Regions from separate parts of the Mus musculus genome. Here regions 1 and 2 are each linked to region 3. The links are chromatin contacts, called in public HiChIP or PLAC-seq and capture Hi-C maps. All regions are on one chromosome and are shown on one strand. Each heading gives the region's core, a stretch centred on a gene start, on an enhancer-like site or on the middle of the called end of the contact. The rest is flanking DNA. Distances are from core to core; before and after follow the strand shown. Region 1 overlaps Cox10 (heme A:farnesyltransferase cytochrome c oxidase assembly factor 10). Region 2 overlaps Cox10 (heme A:farnesyltransferase cytochrome c oxidase assembly factor 10). Region 3 has its middle 52 kb from the start of Gm40016.

What was found. HiChIP or PLAC-seq counts read pairs in DNA pulled down with a chosen protein or histone mark. Capture Hi-C pulls out chosen DNA fragments and counts their contacts.
Region 1: a contact with region 3 is called in an H3K27ac HiChIP or PLAC-seq map of extraembryonic endoderm stem cells, with 3 times the contacts expected there. The contact joins two enhancer-like sites. A contact is called at or near these places in 2 of 115 datasets of contacts at active chromatin or transcription factors (embryonic stem cells and extraembryonic endoderm stem cells) and 1 of 9 other capture datasets (embryonic stem cells).
Region 2: a contact with region 3 is called in a capture Hi-C map of embryonic stem cells, with 5 times the contacts expected there. The contact joins two enhancer-like sites. A contact is called at or near these places in 1 of 115 datasets of contacts at active chromatin or transcription factors (embryonic stem cells) and 1 of 9 other capture datasets (embryonic stem cells).

Annotation. Positions count from the first base shown.
Region 1 is chr11:64,026,289-64,028,988 of GRCm38.p6, reverse strand. The region is part of intron 4 of Cox10 (heme A:farnesyltransferase cytochrome c oxidase assembly factor 10); the gene reads left to right. Among named protein-coding and RNA genes, the nearest start is that of Gm51866, 5.4 kb to the left of the region's middle. Within about 2 kb of position 1,393, at least 25 of the 459 cell types and tissues checked have an H3K27ac peak or open chromatin away from gene starts, as enhancers often do. A contact at or near this core is called in extraembryonic endoderm stem cells, where this site is marked.
Region 2 is chr11:63,998,906-64,001,605 of GRCm38.p6, reverse strand. All of the region lies in intron 4 of Cox10 (heme A:farnesyltransferase cytochrome c oxidase assembly factor 10), which reads left to right. Among named protein-coding and RNA genes, the nearest start is that of Gm51866, 33 kb to the left of the region's middle. Within about 2 kb of position 1,260, at least 27 of the 459 cell types and tissues checked have an H3K27ac peak or open chromatin away from gene starts, as enhancers often do. A contact at or near this core is called in embryonic stem cells, where this site is marked.
Region 3 is chr11:63,411,097-63,413,850 of GRCm38.p6, reverse strand. No RefSeq gene overlaps it. Among named protein-coding and RNA genes, the nearest start is that of Gm40016, 52 kb to the left of the region's middle. Within about 2 kb of position 1,385, at least 45 of the 459 cell types and tissues checked have an H3K27ac peak or open chromatin away from gene starts, as enhancers often do. A contact at or near this core is called in embryonic stem cells and extraembryonic endoderm stem cells, where this site is marked.

The DNA of each region.
Region 1 (2,700 bases), core at 144-2,643, 620 kb before region 3:
GAAGGGAGGGAGGGAAGGAGGGAGGGAAGGAGGAAGTTGATCAGGCAATGAAACAAAGGTAGTGAAGCCCAACAGCTTCATGTGAGGACTTTCCAACTTAGCATTGTAACCTTAAAACTTGACCAAGTGTGGTGGGTACATGCCTGTAATCTCAAATACTGGGGAGCCTGAGCAGAAGGATCTGCGTTTGAGCGTTTGAGGCCATCTTGGGGCTACACAGAGAGAAAACCTATCTCTAAAAGTAAAACAACAAAAACCATTAGATCCTTAGAAATGTGGCAGTCATGATGCGGGGAGTCTTGTCTGTCTGACTTCATTTCCGTTGTCCTTCAGTGACTACATAAAGAAGCCAGGACCATGAGACTGTCCTACTGAATGAAGCCTGGCTTACTTTTCATTAGGTCTGATTCTTGAAAACTTGTAGTCTTGATCCCAATTCTGCGATTGTTTTAAAGCTATTTGCCCATATCTCCCAACTCTCCTTTTATTCCTGATGTGCCTCACCTCGTCTTTCATGTCAGGATTTGTTACCTAGATTTTATTTTGAGTAGGGAACAAACTTCTGTATACAAGGTTTGCTTTTTAAAAAGAAACCAGTAAGAAAAAACAATAATGTGCGAGGGCACTGGCAGAAGTGGTGGAGAGCCATGGTGGAGGGGTGTGGTGGGGGACCATGGAGCCCACCACCGCACTTACTACTGTCCTCACTGCAGCTTCTACACTGAGGCTTTAAACAGAGTAGACGTTAGTGGGGAGATGCAGAGACCATGTTAACAGCCGCAGTGTCCTGCTCTAGGCCATGATGCCTAGGAACTGTAACTGCAATCCTGTCACTAGCTGTGTGGCGTGGGACGGATGATAGAACTGTTCTTTGATTTGGTTTGTCTGTAAAAGGGAGGCTCCATTGTATGGTCTACCTGTATCTTGTAGTGGAAAGAGGCAAACGAGACATCTCTGCCTCAGCAGCAAGGTGGGAAATGTTAGGAATGTTCACAGATAACGCCAACTCAGGCTAGAAAACAAGTAAGAGAAACAAAGTGGTGTGTGATATCGCAGAGAAAGATTATAGCTAGCTTCTGAGGTAGAGAGAGTGAGGTGCTTAGAGAGGCCACCCATTGAGTTGGATTGTGTGGGGGACATAAAGATGAGGAAAAGTGTGTTTTAGTCAGAAGCAGTAGTCCAGCCAGTTCTACTTTAGTCAGAAGTTGTAGGAGGGAATGGAAAGCACACACACACATAGAGAGGCCTCGAATGTGCAGGGTGCTGGGAGCAAGCAGTTGGCCTGTTCTTTTCAGTGTCGTAATTGCCACGATAAGAGCTCTGACTTGATTCTGTGGGACTTAGGGAGCCTGGAGTAAGGAAGGCCTAAGGCACATTCCCAGTTAGGGCGTTACCACCACAGCCCAGCCGCAAACCTGGCGACAGTTCACTCTGGAAACACTCTCACTCAGAGAGCTTCATTAGACTGCAGGTGCGTGGGGCCAGCTCGGGAACACTTGGCCCTCAGGTCCCTCCTTGGAAAACTCCTGTGCTGGGGTGTCTTCACATCACTGTCTTACCATATACCCTGTTTGGCTACTTCATAGAGGTTATCTTTCAGCCACCGTTCTTTAAAAGCAATGGAAATAAGAGGTGTTTAACACTGTTATAAATAAAATGTCCTCTGTATTCCCTAATTAGAAGTAAATAACTAGCAATACTTTTACATGAAGTTGAAAAGAATTCCTTTAAAATTTATTTATTTATTTATTTACTTACTTACTTAGAGTGGAGGGCATGTGGCATGTCATGTAGGGAGTGTGGGGTGTGTCAAGAGGACTGCCACCTGGAGTTGGTTCTAGAGTCAGGCTAGCAGGCCGGTGGGTAAGGCCTCCCGCCCCCGCCCCCCCCCCCTCCAGCTGTCTCACCAGCCCCAAGTGTCCCTTTCCCTCCCTCCCCTCCTAGTTCTGTTTTCAAAAAGGAAGTTCTGAGCTTTTCACTCAAGTCCTTACTTGTATGTTATCTGCCAGCTTTTGCTAAATAGAATTTTCAAGAATGCTAAAGTTTATGCTTTTTACACTAAAGCAGATTTGCTTGGTAATGATGGTTTCTTATCCATTCCTACTCTAGCTTGAAGTTGTAGTGTGGTTGTGGAAGTATGGTCATGTCTGATGCTGACGAAGGTCAGTGGGCCAAGGGAGTGGGGAGCAAACCCAACTGACTGCTAGGACCGCTGGGCATTCCCACTGGGTACAGGAGGAGTGGTGAGATGGTAAGCAGTGTGTCTCTTCCCAGAGGAAGTCTGTGCTGTTGTGGGTACATAAGAGCAGTTCTGATTGGTGTAATTTTTTTTTCTCATTAGACATACTAGTTTTCTGATAGTGGGAAAATAATTTCCAGTTAGATGCACTATTAGCAGAGTAACACGTGGCTGGAGTTTACCTGATAGAGGCTGCTGACCTTTCTCAGTCTACACTGGTTCTCTTCAGTAAGGGGAGTTCCCATATTCTGCCTGCCTCTTGTGTAGTGCGCCCATGCTACTCTTAGGATCAACACTATAGGCAAAGGGTCACTGGTCCCGTTTCACCCTGTGGTTAATTTCTTGTGCCTCCTAGTTCTTGCACAGTGAGTTAAATTTCTAATTTCTTACTTTGTCCAGTTTGCAAGGAGCAACCTACCCCCACCCCCGGGCTGTGCCTTGGTCACTCTGAGTCCTCTCGC
Region 2 (2,700 bases), core at 11-2,510, 590 kb before region 3:
CACTACTCAGAGCAGGTATTATAAATATTTCATTTTCCTTCCATCTTTTGTGAGAAAGCAGTGTTTACAAATTGAGATTCCCCTGGCAGGAACAGAAGGTCACTTTACGGTAGAGGCTCTGGGAGCTAGGCAGGGCTGGGGTTTCTTTTACTCTAGGATGCAGCACTTGACTTTAATAAGGACTAGGTTACTAATGTTTTGAGCCTTTTTTATTTTTTTCTTTTGAGGACAAAGCCTTCATGAGAGGTGGCCTGTGTGACCTCTTCAAAGAACATTGCCCAGTCTCCATATGCATGAAAACCACTTTTGATGGATGCCAGACTGCCTGCATTTGCTATTTCACATGCCTCATGGGGAAAAAAAAATCTCAATGAGAATGAGTCGTAGTTTGTTTATTGGAGGTAGACCAGTAGGACATGGGTAACAAGGGAAAAGTGACAGCTGCCTGGGCATCTTAACTGATTTGTAAGAAGAAATGATATGTGGGTCCTGCTAGAGCCCCTCTCTGAGCTTTTTATTTTTTTTAAATATCCCTTTTAATCTGGTTGGAGATTGATGGAGATACTATCGAGCTGTTAGGAGCTGTGAGCTGGACGGGAATGACAAACACACACTGACAGCTTTCCAGGGGATGGATGGAGCAACAAGCCCTGAACTGCAGGGTGTGTCTTTCTGCGGGGCCTTTGGAGGAATGTTGCTCTCACACTGTGGGGGAGGGGGGCGGGGGGGGGGCGGGGAGAAGGGGGTGGAGAAAGGATATATCTTGTTACCTAGTTGGATATTTTCCCTAACACAACTTATAGTCATTGTAAGTGGCATTGAGGTACCCATCTGCCTAGCACCTTCATAGTTTCTTCTGAGCGTGGACTTTTTCTTCAATGTATAGAAATTAGCACTTGCAGTTTGAGTTGGAGCAGTGTGTCACAATGTCCCCACCAGCACCTCCCTCCCTGTGCTTTCAGGACAGTCCCAGGGCCTGTTGATTCTGAACATTTCTCTCAAGACTAGCAGGGACTCAGCTTCCTGCATGAGATACTGGGTTAGGAGGCAGGGAACACTGGAGCCAACTGCCTGCTTCCTGGAGCGAGTGTATATGCAGGAATAGACAAAGCAGACCCAAGACCCAGAAGGAGCCAGAGCAGTGATGGCTGAGGTCATGTGAAGGTGACTCTGCAAGTGGTACAAGGTGTAAGAGCTCGCAAGGCCCTGTCCTCTGGGCTAGGCTGACTTTTGTTTCCAATGCTCCTCACTCTAGGAGTGTAAACACACAGCTGATCTTGGAGTTGCTGGAGGGCAGGGAGCCTGTAGCTGAGGGTGTGACAAGGCTGTGAGCCCGAGGAAGGAAGCAAAAGTTCAAAATGAAAAATGGCCAAACGATTGGTGGATTTTTACAAAAACAGACTGAGAGGAAAAGCTCTTTTGAAATTTTAACCTAGACAAAAAATATATTGTTTGCTGAGGGGGAAAATGAGGTATTCATTGCTCCAGTGTTTGGAAATTCTCCTTCCTTGTGCTCCCAGGACAGTGCAGTACCTGTGAAGCTTTCAACTGAACTGAAGAAGGAAAGGTGAAGGCCTTCCGGATCACTGCTCCCTAGCATTGGTCTCGCCTCCCTTTTTATTTCCTCTGCGTGTTATTCTGTGGCCATCGTCAGTAAAAGAAGCTGGTCACATTTCCCTGCTGCCTTGTACTGTCCCAGGGAAGGAGTCTCAGCTGGCCCAGTTTAGATGAGATAGGTTCTTAGGGGACCGTAGAAGTGAAGTGGGGTTACTGGTCCTGTGGCCACTCAAACCCTGAGCAGAACCTTCTGTTAGAAGAGCAGCTTAGGCCCAAGAGAGACCTGTGAGCTGTCCACCTCTCTCCAGCCTGTCGCTCTCAGTGTGCTCTGAACTCTCCTGGGTACAGTTAATTCATCCTCTTTGTTTTATTTTTTATTGCATGGCCCATAAATTTAATCCTCCAAGTCAGGAGTGTTTGGCTACAGGACGTGTCTGTGCTGAGTCAGCATGCTCTTCCTTGTACTCTGCTGCAGTTCAGCAGCCACTTCACAGCATTCACTTTGTCGTAGGTGAAGCAAGGAGCCTGGCGGTGACATACAGCGTGTGGAAGTGTGACAGTACTCTGCATGCCTTACTTCCCATTCCATTTATGGGACACAAATATCCGTAGCATCTTGAAACCAATCTTCCTTGAGTGTCAAGGAAACTGTACATTCTGAGGGTTCATATCATATTTGTCTTTTATATTCAACACATTGCAAGAATTCAAGTTGTGCTTCAGAAATAGTTAAAGCCATGAAAGCATAATATATATATATATATATATATATATATATATATATATATATATATATACACCACAGGGAAACATGAGTAGGCAACAAACGGCCGCTACATGTAAGGTCTGCAGTCTAACTGCTAACACGCATGAACTTTCTCTGAACATACTCTGCTCTGTGTTTTGGAAATGCGGTTTAAATATCTAAACCAGAGCAATGAGCTAACTGAAAGACACTCTATAAAATGCATGGGAAACAGAATCAAGCAGCAGGAACTCTGATCCCTTGGTGTGCGGAAGGGGTGCTGTACCGTCACTAAAATCAACCCACAAGCTTAGTTAGCATGGAATTTCTGCCCAGATGTTGCTTTTGAAAAATTGAGGCCCTCGTGGAGTCCAGCGCTGCCACCATTCTGTTGCTTT
Region 3 (2,754 bases), core at 136-2,635:
TAAAACAGTGAAATGCAGATACGTTCTACATCACAAAGGAATCTCAAGAGCACTTGCTGTGTCAGTGAATCAGGACAGGAAGAGGCCCGGTGCCACTCTTGTGAAATGTCCTGGACTGTTAAAGCCATGGAACTGGTACAAGAAGCAGTGAGGATCAACTCTTTGATGGTTCTATAATTTTATTTGGAGGTGGTGAAAATATTTTGGAACTAAATAGAACACTGTTTGACAATGTTGTGAATATGCTAATTGCCTGTCGCTTGTTCTCTTTAAAATAGTTAAATCCATGTGAATTTCCTGCCAACTGGGATGTCTTCAATTCATAATATCCCCATGAATCCTCAAAACATCACAAGGCTTCTCATTGTCACTGTATGTCTTCAGAGGCGACTCTTGGCGTCAAAGGGTTGTAGGAGCTAATGCATGATGGGAGATTAAAATAAATCTATCGAAGCAAACGAGATAATGCATGCGTTGAACTCCTTGAGACTCGAGGAAAAACTTAACTGTATTCTGCTTTTCTCGTACTGGCGGACTCTCATTGCACTGAGCCAGAAGAAAGTAAAACAGAAAGCAAGGAACAGGCCACGGAGGTCAGAGTCCTTTTTGAAGTCGCTCCATCTCAGCGTTGCCGGCACTTTCCACGCATGGTGGGTGTGTGGCAGAGAGGAACTGGATAATTAAAAGATTAAAAAGAAAAAAAGAAAAAAAAAAACAAGCAGAAAACACATTTTTTCCCCATAGCTAGTGATGCTGTTCTTCCTTGAAATACTGCCCCTGAAGATCAAAGATAAACAAACAAGCTGGGGGAGGGGTCGGAAAGCGACTCCGACGCCCCAAGTATCTTTTTTTCCTCTACTGAAAACCAGAGCCTTCCTTTCGGAATGTAAATGTTTTCCTCGAAACTTGCGACAATCACGGATGTAAAGGAGAGCTTTTGTCGCAGTGGGGTCTCTTATCTGCACTGACCTGTCGCTCCTTCAGACGGAGACTTGGGCCCCAATTCTCAGGATTTTCGAAAAGAATGCGCTCCAGTGAGGGTGGGGGTGGGTGAGGAAGCCGAGCCGCGCAGACGGTTTAACATGCTAATGTCTTCAGTCTCTTTTAGGTGGAGGATCAAGGTTTGGCTATTTTCAACTTCTTTTCCACTCCCCCTCTCTTCCCATCCCAGTTTAGTTTCGAGAGGACTGTGGATGTGACAAGGGCTTTGTGTAGGGAATTCAGGGGAATGAAAGGGCCAAGGAGACCCAGTTGAGGGAACAAACTTTTGGGGGTCAGTGGGGTCAGTTTGGAATAAAAGCGTGGCATTGTTGGTATTAAGGACATGCTCGCAGCAGGGTGTCCTGAACTGGGCACACAACTCCAGGCCTGTTTATTCAACACTGAAATACCTAAGGATGGGCCTTGGGGAGAAAAGGGGAAGCCAAGCCGGAGGCCTGTGTGGCACCTTCCAGCTTCAGAGAGCTCCCGGGACACACACAAAGCCCCGCTTTTTCCACATTTCGGAGAAGAAAGTGCCTGTGCATAACCCAAAATTAATTGATTAATTAACCAATGCATTAAACGAAGAGCTTCCCGTGGCACTTTTTTTTTTATCCCTCTTTCCTTTCTTTCTTCCCGGCTCCACACATGTACAATCCGGGTCATTGAAAGCCCAAGATAGAAACAGTTTCTTAACGGTGTTTGAAAACAGCCTTTGTTTCCATGGAAGTAGCCGGGGCTCTCTGAGGCTTCCTTCTAAAAAACATTTACCCACCTCAGACCTAAAGGGAGGGGAGGGTGCCTCTCTTTGTTTTGTTTTGTTTGTTTTGTTTGTTTGGGGACGATTAAATGAGAGAAATTGCTTGCAGCAGTCCACACACACACACACACACACACACACACACACACACACTGTTAACCTAAATAAATATTAGTAGTCGTTACTGTGTATTGCTCTTCTGTGGCCTAGTCACTGTGAGGTCAGGAAGAAAGATGGAGGGCTGAGGAAGAGACTGGCCCACTGGGGCTGGAAATAGAATTAAGGCAGAGGGGAAATTCGGCAGCTGGATCCTAGGCAAGGATGTCATCTTCCAGGCAGTGGGGGACATTTCCAGAGTCCAAAGTAAAACGGACCTCAAAGCATGAAATGAATATATATACACCTGAAGGGCCATGTGAGCTTGCTCTACTCTACTCTCTTGGGAGCAACAAGACCAGGACACATAAATACTGAAGAAGGCAAGTGCTGGCTTCTGTTTTATAGATTGCCAGAGTTTTGAATACCAGAGAAAAAGACAGACAAGGTTACAATTTGAAGAACACTTGGAAACAAGGAAGAGTGACATAAAGCCAGCACGTCCAAAGGATTTAGTGCAGACACTTAGGCGGGGACAGGCAAGCCCAGAAAGTAGGGACTGAGTAAAACGGTGTATGAGGTGACAGTGTTCACATCTGGAATAGGGTGTGGCTTGGGGGTTGCACTGTTGACTCTGAGGTTGAGAAAGCAGGGTTTCCAGAAGTTAAATTAAGAGATAGATCACTGAATGGTTTGTCACAGGAAGATGGTGCCAGCAGAGACACTGGCTAAAAATCTAGGTCCATAATCCGCTTACGTGGTAGTGGTAATACAGCATTTGAGTTTGTGCTGTTGGGAAGTCACATGAGAGATGACAAAACAGGATAAAGTCACCATTGTTCAAGAAGATATCACAGGGCTGGAGAGAGAGCTTAGTCTATTAAGATCACCGATTGCTCTTCCAGAGGCCCCAAGTT